Linked DNA regions of Ovis aries: region 1 is linked to region 2. The links are chromatin contacts, called in public Hi-C maps. All regions are on one chromosome and are shown on one strand. Each heading gives the region's core, a stretch centred on a gene start, on an enhancer-like site or on the middle of the called end of the contact. The rest is flanking DNA. Distances are from core to core; before and after follow the strand shown. Region 1 has its middle 13 kb from the start of GOT1L1. Region 2 holds the start of BRF2 (BRF2 RNA polymerase III transcription initiation factor subunit).

Region 1 (5,292 bases), core at 2,528-5,027, 61 kb before region 2:
CAGTTTGTGATTGCGTGCCCTGAGCTCTCCCAGCATTTCTGGGGCTGCCTTCTCCCTTTTTACATTGGCTGTAGGTTCCAGCAAGACCTTCCACTGAAAGAAAACCTGCGAGGTTGTTCCCGATTTTCAATGGTCGGCGAGTGGCTGCAAATGTACCAGGAGAAGCCCGAACGGGGCGCTGCTTCTGGGAAACCCAGTTCTCCGTAGGTAGAGATGGCCCCAAGGCTCGCCTCCAAATCCCGGTTGTCTGTGTGTGTGTTGGAGGGAGGCAGGGTTGGGAGGACCCCCAACTTGGGCTGAGGAAAGTGGAGGATGGGGTTCTGTGATGGGGCAAGCGAGGAGGCCCCGGGACAGAGAGGACCGTGGAAGAACTGGAAGGTACCCCAGAACAGAGCATCCGACTGCGGGTGGCGGGGTTACCGGCCCAACCACCCGCTGGCGGGTGGAAGGGAGCCGAGGGCTGGGAGAAAGGCGTTTTCTACTTAGGAATAAGTCTGGGACCCTGTTCGAAGGCTGGGGCTCGCGTCCCCGGACGAGGCTGGAGGGCCGATCAGCGGTGCTATGGGGGTAGATGCCCTGGTGGAGGACGGGCTCGGGATTGCTCGTGAGCGCCCCCAGCAGGCTTCGCCTTCGCTCGCGGTTCTCCTCCTGCCTGGGAACTAGAGTCTTCCTGGGCAGCCTACTCCTCTCTCGACGTGGAGGTGTTAACAAGAACCCTTATCCCATCCCGTGATTTGAGATCTAAGCGCCATCTTCTCGCTTTCTCACCACGGTCCAGCCACACCGGTCTTTTTCCAGTTCCTCCAGTATAAACAAGCCTTCCTTTCTCAGGGCCTTGGCAGTCTCTCTTGCTTTCTCTGCTTTTTGCAAGGTCTGTTCTTTCTCATCGTATGGCCTCCAGCTCTCAGCTTAAATGTTGCCCCCCGCCCCCCACTCCTCTCCCTCAACACACTCAAGGGTTTTTATGTAACCAGCCTATAAAGTATGGGCTTCCTTGGTGTCTCAGATGGTAAAGATCAGCCTGCAAGGCTGGGGACCAGGGTTCCATCCCTGGTTCAAGAAGATCCCCTGGAGAAGGGAATGTCAACCCATTCCAGTATTCTTGCCTGGAGAAGCCCATGGACAGAGGAGCCTGACGGGCTACAATTTATGGGGTAGCAAAAAGTCAGACAGAGCTGAGCGACTAATACTCACAACCTGCAAAGTAAGGTCTCCCCTCCTCCGCAAACACCTCATTTCCTTTCCTTCTTGCTGGCTCTATACTTCCTGCAGTTTGTACTTATTTTGCTTTATTCTCTAACTTTGCCAATTTAACGTATAATAGTTCAAGGAACTGGAGAAGGAAATGGCAACCCACTCCAGTGTTCTTGCCTGGAGAATCCCAGGGACGGGGGAGCCTGGTGGGCTGCCGTCTATGGGGTCGCACAGAGTCGGACACGACAGAAGAGACTTAGCAGCAGCAGCAACAGCAGCTCAAGGAACATATTTGTGCTGTCAAGCCTGTGACTGGCACATAAGATTATTTCTCCAGTATTTGTGATAGCATTTTTATTAACTAATGGCCTCCTTGCTCCTTAGAACATTAGGACCAGAAGATGCCTCCTGGGATAGGGCAGTCTGCAGGAAACCTGTGCTGTCTGCAGCAGCTCCAGTCTACTGGGGTATTGGGTTGGTACCTAAGCATGGTCTTCACTTCCTGACTCCTCCCTTAGAGACAAAGTCAGCTACTTCTGAGGGGCAGGATTCCTGGGCCCTTGCATGGGAATTCATAGCATCAATTAGAAAAAAAATGTGGGGACTTTCCTGGTGGTCCAGTGGCTAGTACACTGCCAAAGCAGGGGGCCTGGTTAAATCTCTAATCACGGAACTAGATCCCACGTGCAGCAGCAAAGACCCAGCGCAGCCAAATAAATAAACAATATTTTAAAAATCTTAAGATCATATATTTTTTTTCAGAATCAAGAGGAACTTGAGCTATGAGACAGGGAATAGAGGTTAGACCTAGAAGGAGAATGATATTAAAAATGATACAAGGGTAGGGATATAAAGAGTTACAGAGTCTGGTTGCACAAGGATGTGAGTGTCCTTAACACTACTGGACTTGCTTGCTGGTGCTCAGTTGTGCCCGCTTCTTTGTGATCTCATGGACTGTAGCCTGCCAGGCTCCTCTGTCCCTGGAATTTTCCAGGGAAGAATACTGGAGTGGGCTGCCATTTCCTCCTCCCGGGAATCTTCCTGATTCAGGGATTGAACTGGAGTCTCCTGCATCTCCTGCAATGGCAGAAGGATTCTTTACCACTGCTCCACTCGGGAAGCCCCTTGGACTACTGGACCGTACAGCTTAAAACATGTACATTTTATACTGTATATAGCACAGGGAACTCTTCTCAATACTCTGTAATGGCCTATATGGGAAAAGAATCTAAAAACTAGTGGATATATATAGATGTATAGCTGATTCATCTTTCTGTACAGCAGAAACTAACACAGCATTGTAAATCAACTATACTCCAAGAAAATTGTTTTAAAAAAATGTAAATTTAGTATTATGTGTGTTTTACCACTACTGCAAAAAAAAAGTTACTGGGCAACAACACATTGTCCATGAGAACTTTTAGGCGGTCTACCCTACGAGTCCCTTCACTGCTAACCACCCTTTCCTACCAGGAAAGTCCAGAAGTTCAGTGATAGAATTTGGGTTTAGGACCTGTCTTATCAACAGTATGTCGGGTATCGCTGATGTGGTTGGTGTGGGGATGGGGTGAGCATTCAGTTCAGTTCAGTTCAGTCACTCAGTTGTGTCCAATTCTTTGTGACTCCACAGACTGCAGCATGCCAGGCTTCCCTGTCCATCGCCAATTCCTGGAGTTTACTCAAACTTACGTCCATTGAGTTGGTGATGCCATCCAACCAGCTCATCCTCTGTCATCCCCTTCTCCTCCCGCCTTCAATCTTTCCCAGCCTCAGGGTCTTTTCCAATGAGTCAGTTCTTCACATCAGGTGGCCAAAGTATTGGAGTTTCAGCTTCAGCATCAGTCCTTCCAATGAATATTCAGGACTGATTTCCTTTAGGATGGACTGGTTGGATCTCCTTGCAGTGCAAGGGATTCTCAAGAGTCTTCTCCAACAGCACAGTTGAGGTGAGCATCAACCCACCATCAAAAGGGTGGGTTTTGATGGAGGAGGGGTTGGAGTGGAGTAGGCAGCTTTTGAACTGTGGTGTTGGAGAAGACTCTTGAGAGTCCCTTGGACTGCAAGGAGATCCAACCAGTCCATTCTGAAGGAGATCAGCCCTGGGATTTCTTTGGAAGGAATGATGCTAAAGCTGAAACTCCAGTACTTTGGCCACCTTGTGTGAAGAGTTGACTCATTGGAAAAGACTCTGATGCTGGGAGGGATTGGGGGCAGGAGGAGAAGGGGTCGACAGAGGATGAGATGGCTGGATGGCATCACCAACTCGATGGACGTGAGTTTGAGTGAACTCCGGGAGATGTTGATGGACAGGGAGGCCTGGCGTGCTGCCATTCATGGGGTCACAAAGAGTCGGACACGACCGAGCGACTGAACTGAACTGCACTGAACTGAGGCGGGGGACACGGAGCCGTCTCCATGGCCTGCCCGGTTGTCCTGCTCAATCTTTGCTTCTCCCACTAGGCTCATGGGTGCAGTGGGAGGGAAACTCTTTCCTCTCTAAACGGGACTCTCCCAGGCTCACACGCATCGGCTCTCTCCCATTTCTCGACTTTTGAGACAGTAGGTGGTGCTGTTTAGCAAACTTAGGAACTGGGAAGAAGAATCCTGAATTCTCAATTTGAGAAGTGGGGCAGCTCTAGCCTGGTAATTCTCTCCTTCCACCGGCCAGGCAGAGGAGGGTGGGGGAGAGGAACCTCCTTCCTCCTCAACCTCTAAACAACTCCTTAGCTGGCCCCAGGGAGGCGGAGCCCTGGATCTGCTCTCAGGTGTCCTTCCCACGTGTGCTGGCATCCCTGATGTCTTTGGAATGCAGTTCAGGTGAAGACCTGGGTGGGGGCCACCTGCAGCTTGTCTAGGAGGGGTCAGGAAATTTGGAGGTGTTTTCACATTGCCCTCCACCCGCCAGGCTGACTCATTCTCCATCCAGCTTGGAGGTGGCCTCAATGACTTTGCCTGCTTCCCCTGGTGCTAGGAGTCTCCCTTTTCCCTGAAAGCTCAAATTACTCTGAGGCATCTTCGAGGCCACAGTAAAACAGCAAACACCTGAAAGCCATCTCCTTAAGCTTATTTTAAAAAATTATTTATTTATGTTTGGCTGCACTGGTCTTTGTTGCTGCATGCAGGCTTTCTCTATTGCATTTAGCGGGGGCTACTCTTTATTGCGGTGCGTGGTCCTCACATTGCGATGGCTTCTCATTGCAAAGCACAGGCCCTAGGGTGCTGGGACACTCTGTAGTTGTGGCTCAGCAGCTTAGTTGTCCCCTCTGTTGGCAGGCGAATTCTTAACCGATGGACCACCAGGGAAGTCCCTCCTTAAACATATTTTTAATTTTTAGGCTTCGGTCCAGTGATTGCAGGTTCCGGAAAGCCTGTGCAGGGACTGGTCGGTGAACTTGGCTGTGCTCTCCCCATGGGTTAGAGCACCGGGTTAGGTAGGAGGTCTGCTTCTGTCCTGGGAATCCGGATTTGATTGTTTCACTGGGCTTTGTCCCCAACAATGACAGGATTCTAGGGAATGAAAACAACACTGGTTTGACAGCTTCAGCAAGTTTTTAAGAGCCCAGAGCCCAGCGTGACCTTGGGGCTCCATGGGCTGTCGCTCACTCTTAGCACAGTTTCACGCCCCTACTCGTGTTTTTCCTCTGCTTCGCCTTTTTCTAGCACTGATCTAATTTATGTGCTTTAACTTCGTCATGTGGTTTTGTAAGCAGCCTTAAGTCCTTTTTGAAACAAGATAGGGTAAATAAATAGACAGAAAAACAGGGCTCTGAAAGGTTAGATGCTCTGATATCGGCTGAACTTTGTGCTAACATAAGAAAATGACTCCATCCCTCTGCTACCATAACATCCAGAATCTTTCATGGCTGACGACAGAGAGAGGATCTGCTTATGGGAAAAGGTGACAGAACAACAGAGCCTTGACTTTGACTTCCACCCTGGCACTTCTGGGGCTTCCCCCAGCATCTTTCTAAGGTTGCTGCTGTTACCACCAAACCTTAGGGTGGGGTGGGGGCTGAGGATGCTGTGTCCCTTTAACTGTTTTGCTGTGGTGGACTTGTGACCTTTACTTTAAAACTTCCTGCAGAGCTTCTCAAGCTC
Region 2 (5,057 bases), core at 803-3,302:
AGGCCCAGAGTTGCTGGATCATAAAACTGCTCTTCCACTTTACTATGAGAAATGTCAGGGAAAGCAGAATTTCAGGGCTTCTGTCATGGGTAGATGACTCTGTAGTGAAATCCCACTTTAAAAAAAATGCAGTTAAGTTCATGATCTGCACAAAACTGGGATGAGCGGCGTCAGATACTGTTCTCTATGGTAATGTAAAGACATACTCCCAGGGCCAGTTATATTCCTTTTAGGGACATGTTTACCCTCCCAGTTGGAGGAGGAAATGGCAACCCATTCCAGTATTCTTGCCTGGAGAATCCCATGGACAGAGGAGCTTGGTGGGCTACAGTCCACGGGTCGCAAAGAGTCAGACACGACTGAACGACTTTACTTTCACTTTACCCTCCCAGTAAGGATGTCGATTGCACTGTCTGAAACTAACATCTTCTAAAATCTGCTAATGCCAGAGACTGCCTGAAATTCTCCAAGATCAAACAGAGAAGCAGAAATTCCCCACATACTTTCAGCATGGGCTGTAATAACACCCGTCTGTTTTCTTGGAGTCAGAGGGACTGGCCACAGTTCTTTGTAACTTTAACTCAATTGTCTTATTTTTCAAACATAATTGATTCTAAAACTTTCAAGTGTTAAAAAACATTTATTTATTTATGTATTTATGCCACACCACATGGCTTGTGGAATCTTAGTTCCCTGACCAGGGATTGAACCTGGGCCCTCAGCAGTGAAGGCACAAAGTCCTAACTACTAGGCTACCAGGGAATTCCTGAAAACCTTTATTCTTGATGAGTGCAATTGGGATTTACTTATGAGAAAACACATCCTCTTTGCTGACACTTATGTTATATTCAAACATGACATACAAAATCTCTCATTTGTGAGCTTGGTTTCTGGAACATTACTAGAGGCACATTTTTGCTTGATTCTTTGATCTATACTATACCATGCCAGGAACTTCGGAGCTAGAATCTTGGAGCATCTTAAAGCTTAAGGTTTTAAAAACATCTCAATTTGCTTAAATTCTTCAGACTGCCAAGGGCCTCACTAACCTCCATAGTTTTTCTCTCCAACTCCCTTAGACATTTCTTGCCTAGTCTCTGGAAGCCTCCCAGGTTGTCACTCTGCAAAGAGAGGAAACAACGTGCTTGTAGGGAAGCTGCTTTGGAAAGAACACAATTTCCTGCTCTCTCAATACACTACTCTCCCTTTTAGGCCACAAATTTTGTACTATGGCCAGAATCAACATTTATTAAGGGTCCGTCTAGTCAAGGCTATGGTTTTTCCTGTGGTCATGTATGGATGTGAGAGTTGGACTGTGAAGAAAGCTGAGCGCTGAAGAATTGATGCTTTTGAACTGTGGTGTTGGAGAAGACTCTTGAGAGTCCCTTGGACTGCAAGGAGATCCAACCAGTCCATTCTAAAGGAGATCAGCCTGGGATTTCTTTGGAAGGAATGATGCTAAAGCTGAAACTCCAGTACTTTGGCCACCTCATGAGAAGAGTTGACTCATTGGAAAAGACTGATGCTGGGAGGGATTGGGGGCAGGAGGAGAAGGGGACGACAGAGGATGAGACGGCTGGATGGCATCACTGACTCGATAGACGTGAGTCCGAGTGAACTCCGGGAGTTGGTGATGGACAGGGAGGCATGGCGTGCTGCAATTCATGGGGTCGCAAAGAGTCGGACACGACTGAGCGACTGAACTGAACTGAATTGAGAAAAAGGAGAGTCGGCGATACCCTTGGCGCTTTAGAAAGAATTGTTTGTGGCTGGCAACAGTTTTTTGTTTGTTACGTGCGTCCACAGCGATAGAAAGCTCACTCAAGAGTAACCCCGAGCCTAGACGGCCAACCTCAAACTAAGTACAGATCGCGGGGAATCCGAAGAGACAGTCCAGACCAGGAACCTCCTTTCCTCGATCACGTTTCTACCCGAGTCCGCAGAGGAACGGACCGGAAGCCGCGGAGAAGGTACCTACAGTACGGCTGTTACGCTGGCCGGAAGAGGAAGGTGCAACCCTACAAGAGTCCGCTCCTACTTCCTGTTTCGGCACAGTTGCTGTTGTGGGCGGTAGGGTCGGTTAGCTGCTTGGGCTCTGGACCGCTTGTGCGATGCCGGGTGGAGGCCGCTGTCCCGATTGCGGCTCCGCTGAGCTAGTGGAAGACTCGCACTATTCCCAGAACCAGCTGGTGTGCTCCGACTGCGGCTGCGTGGTCACCGAGGGCGTTCTTACGACCACCTTCAGTGACGAGGGCAACCTTCGAGGTACCTGTGAGGGCTTTTCGGAGGCCATGGATACAGCCTGGGGCGATGGAGGGATTGACGTCAGATGCTTCTTATCTCTTGCCGTCTCCCTGTCTTGAGCACACTTAGATATGGGAGAAAACAGTGAAAGTGAACGAGTGAACTTCAGATCAGGGGCTGCCATTATCTGTTTTCTTAGCACCATATCTGTTACATGTAGTAAATGAAACAGAGAGAAACAAAGTTCCACTGAATTTACCTAATTTGCCTATTTGGAAGCATTATATCAATAGGTCAGTGTTGTGTGAATGTGGAAACTACTACTACCCCAAAGCAGTTTTGAAAATTAATTGGCAAAAACTTATTTTTCTTTTTTTCATTTGTGTTCAAAGTCCCTGACCAGTGCAGCCCTCAAAATCTACAGGCAGGAAAATTGCCTGAATTGAATGTACAGGAGGGGTGGCTGGAAATTTGGAACACTTGGAACTGCTTTAATGCTAGTCCTAATTTTCTAAAGCTTTCTGTGTATTTGGTACTGCTTGTGGTTATAGAAAACCAGATGGACGTTTTACCTGCAAAGATGAGCACCTTCTGTGAGCTGGGGAGCGGATACCTGATGATTTGGATTCTGCTCCCTGGTTTTGTGTGGTGGGAGGGCAGGGGTCCGTGAATAGAGACTAAACAAGCTATTTTTTGTCCATTGTCTTACAGAAGTAACATATTCTCGAAGCACCGGGGAAAACGAACAAGTTAGTCGAAGCCAGCAACGAGGTGAGAATCAACCTTTTATGACACAGTGGCTTTAAAGAAAATTCTCCTTATGGTCCAGCTCGTCTGCTTGTTTTTTCTGTTTTCAGCATTATTATGTAAAGGTAGAGAAGAAGAGAATGGTAAAAGGATTGAGGTGGTTCTAAGAGAGGTAGCAATTAGGTGGAAGGTTTAAGTCTGCTTGGGTATGTTTGAGGTAGATTCGAGGAACCCAGGTCAAAGCTTGGTCACAAATCAAACCAACTTCCAAAAGATGAGGCACTGAAGTGTTGACTTCTTTCCACAAATGTCTTTGTGCTTTTCAAATGGCCTTACCAAGTGTCACTCTTATCATTGTAGAAAGGTCCATTATTTGTGCATGTGGTATCTGAGGTGAGTTTAACAGAACTTGCTGGGAGCTCCTTTGACTCCTTCACGTATAGTATCATGTCATCTGCAAACATGATATGAAGTGACATTTTTACTTCTTTCTAATTTAGATTCCTTTTAGTTTTCCTCTCTGTTTGCTATGGCTAGACCTTCCAAAGCTATGTTGAATAAAAGTGACGAGTGTGGGCATCTTTGTCTTGTTCTTAATCTTATAGGAAATGCTTTCAGCTTTTCACCATTGAGTATGATGTTGCTGTGAGTTTGTCGTATATGACATTTATTATATGTTGTTCCCTCTAGACCCACATTCTGGAGATATTATTATTATTGTAAATGGATGTTGCATTTTATCAAAAACTTGTTCTGCATCTATTGAAATGATCAGGCTTATTCTCAGTTTGTTCATGTGGTGTATCACACTGATCTTTGCATCCCTGGGATAAACCCCACTCAATCCAGTTGTCTGATCCTGTTAACATATTGTTGGAAATGCCTCTAACTCCTGCCGTGGGTTTTCCTAGGTCTTCGCCGAGTGAGAGACCTCTGTCGAGTGCTGCAGCTGCCACCAACATTTGAGGACATGGCAGTTGCCTACTACCAACAGGCACACCAGCTCGCTGGCATCCGCACAGCCAGGCTGCAGAAGAAGGAGGTGCTGGCTGGTTGCTGCGTCCTAATCACCTGCCGGCAGCGTAACTGGCCCCTGACCATGGGGACCATCTGCACCCTGCTGTATGCAGATCTGGATGTGTTTTCTGGAACCTACATGCAGATAGTGAAGCTCCTGGGGCTGGATGTGCCATCTCTGTGCTTGGTGGATCTAGTAAAGACCTACTGTAGCAGGTACCTGCCTGGGGGAGACACGGGGGTGGCATGGGTTCAGACCCGAATCCTTTTACTTCCAGCTGTCTCTTTTTGAGCAAGTCCATTCTACGAGGATGGACTTCTCCTCCTATGCCTGGCGCTGGTCGGGTGAATCCCATTTTACGTTTCTAGAATGTTGAATCATTTTCAAACCCCTTCGCTGTCATAGCAGCCTGATGCTGTAGGAGGGTTAAGTATCAGCTTTGGCACGGGGCTTCTGGGTTCTACCACTCAGGCCTGCTTGACTAGATGCCACAGCCCTGCCTCAGCAGGATCACGTTGTGTGTGATTAGAGCTGAAAGAGTATGAGCAAACTGACAGAGCTGGAGTTAGAAGGTAATTTTTTTATTTAATAAGTAGCTGTGTTCTTTTCTTTTTGTTCTGACAAATATGGTAGAAAGCAAAGGCAGTCAGTGTCGAATGACCTTGAGTTTGAAGCTTGGTCACTTCTACGCTGGATGACTGTGGGCAAGTTTTTCGACTCTTAAATGTACATAACAGGCTGTTGAGTAGATTAGAGAACATCTTGTAAAGCACTCACTCAGAATGAGGGCTGATGCTGGGGGCGGGCGGGGTTGTCGGTAGACATTAGTGCCCTTCCGCACTCTCTCGCCCTTCGCCTCTCCTGCAGGAGACTCTCCCTGACTTCTCTTGGTACCTGAATAAAGTTGCTACCCAGCAGGCTTGTGTGTTCCCGAAAGACTAGCATAGCTTGCCTATCTTCTGCGCTTTGGAAGAGCTGTCTCCCTGAGGTACTGAGACCAGACCCTCATTTTGGTTATTTCAGCTTCAAGCTGTTTGAAGCCTCCCCA

Evidence for each region. A called contact is a pair of places that touch in the nucleus more often than the background predicts.
Region 1: a Hi-C map of skin fibroblasts shows a contact between it and region 2, with 11 times the contacts expected there. The contact joins the enhancer-like site here to the promoter of BRF2 in region 2. A contact is called at or near these places in 14 of 16 Hi-C or Micro-C datasets (blood, hypothalamus, liver and 7 more).

The regions. Positions count from the first base shown.
Region 1 is chr26:32,261,081-32,266,372 of ARS-UI_Ramb_v3.0, reverse strand. No RefSeq gene overlaps it. Among named protein-coding and RNA genes, the nearest start is that of GOT1L1, 13 kb to the left of the region's middle. Within about 2 kb of position 3,777, at least 7 of the 54 cell types and tissues checked have an H3K27ac peak or open chromatin away from gene starts, as enhancers often do.
Region 2 is chr26:32,198,869-32,203,925 of ARS-UI_Ramb_v3.0, reverse strand. BRF2 (BRF2 RNA polymerase III transcription initiation factor subunit) reads left to right here and starts at 2,052. Exons shown (of 4, transcript XM_004021774.6): 1 at 2,052-2,265; 2 at 2,956-3,015; 3 at 3,903-4,224; 4 at 5,033-5,057. The coding sequence starts at 2,112.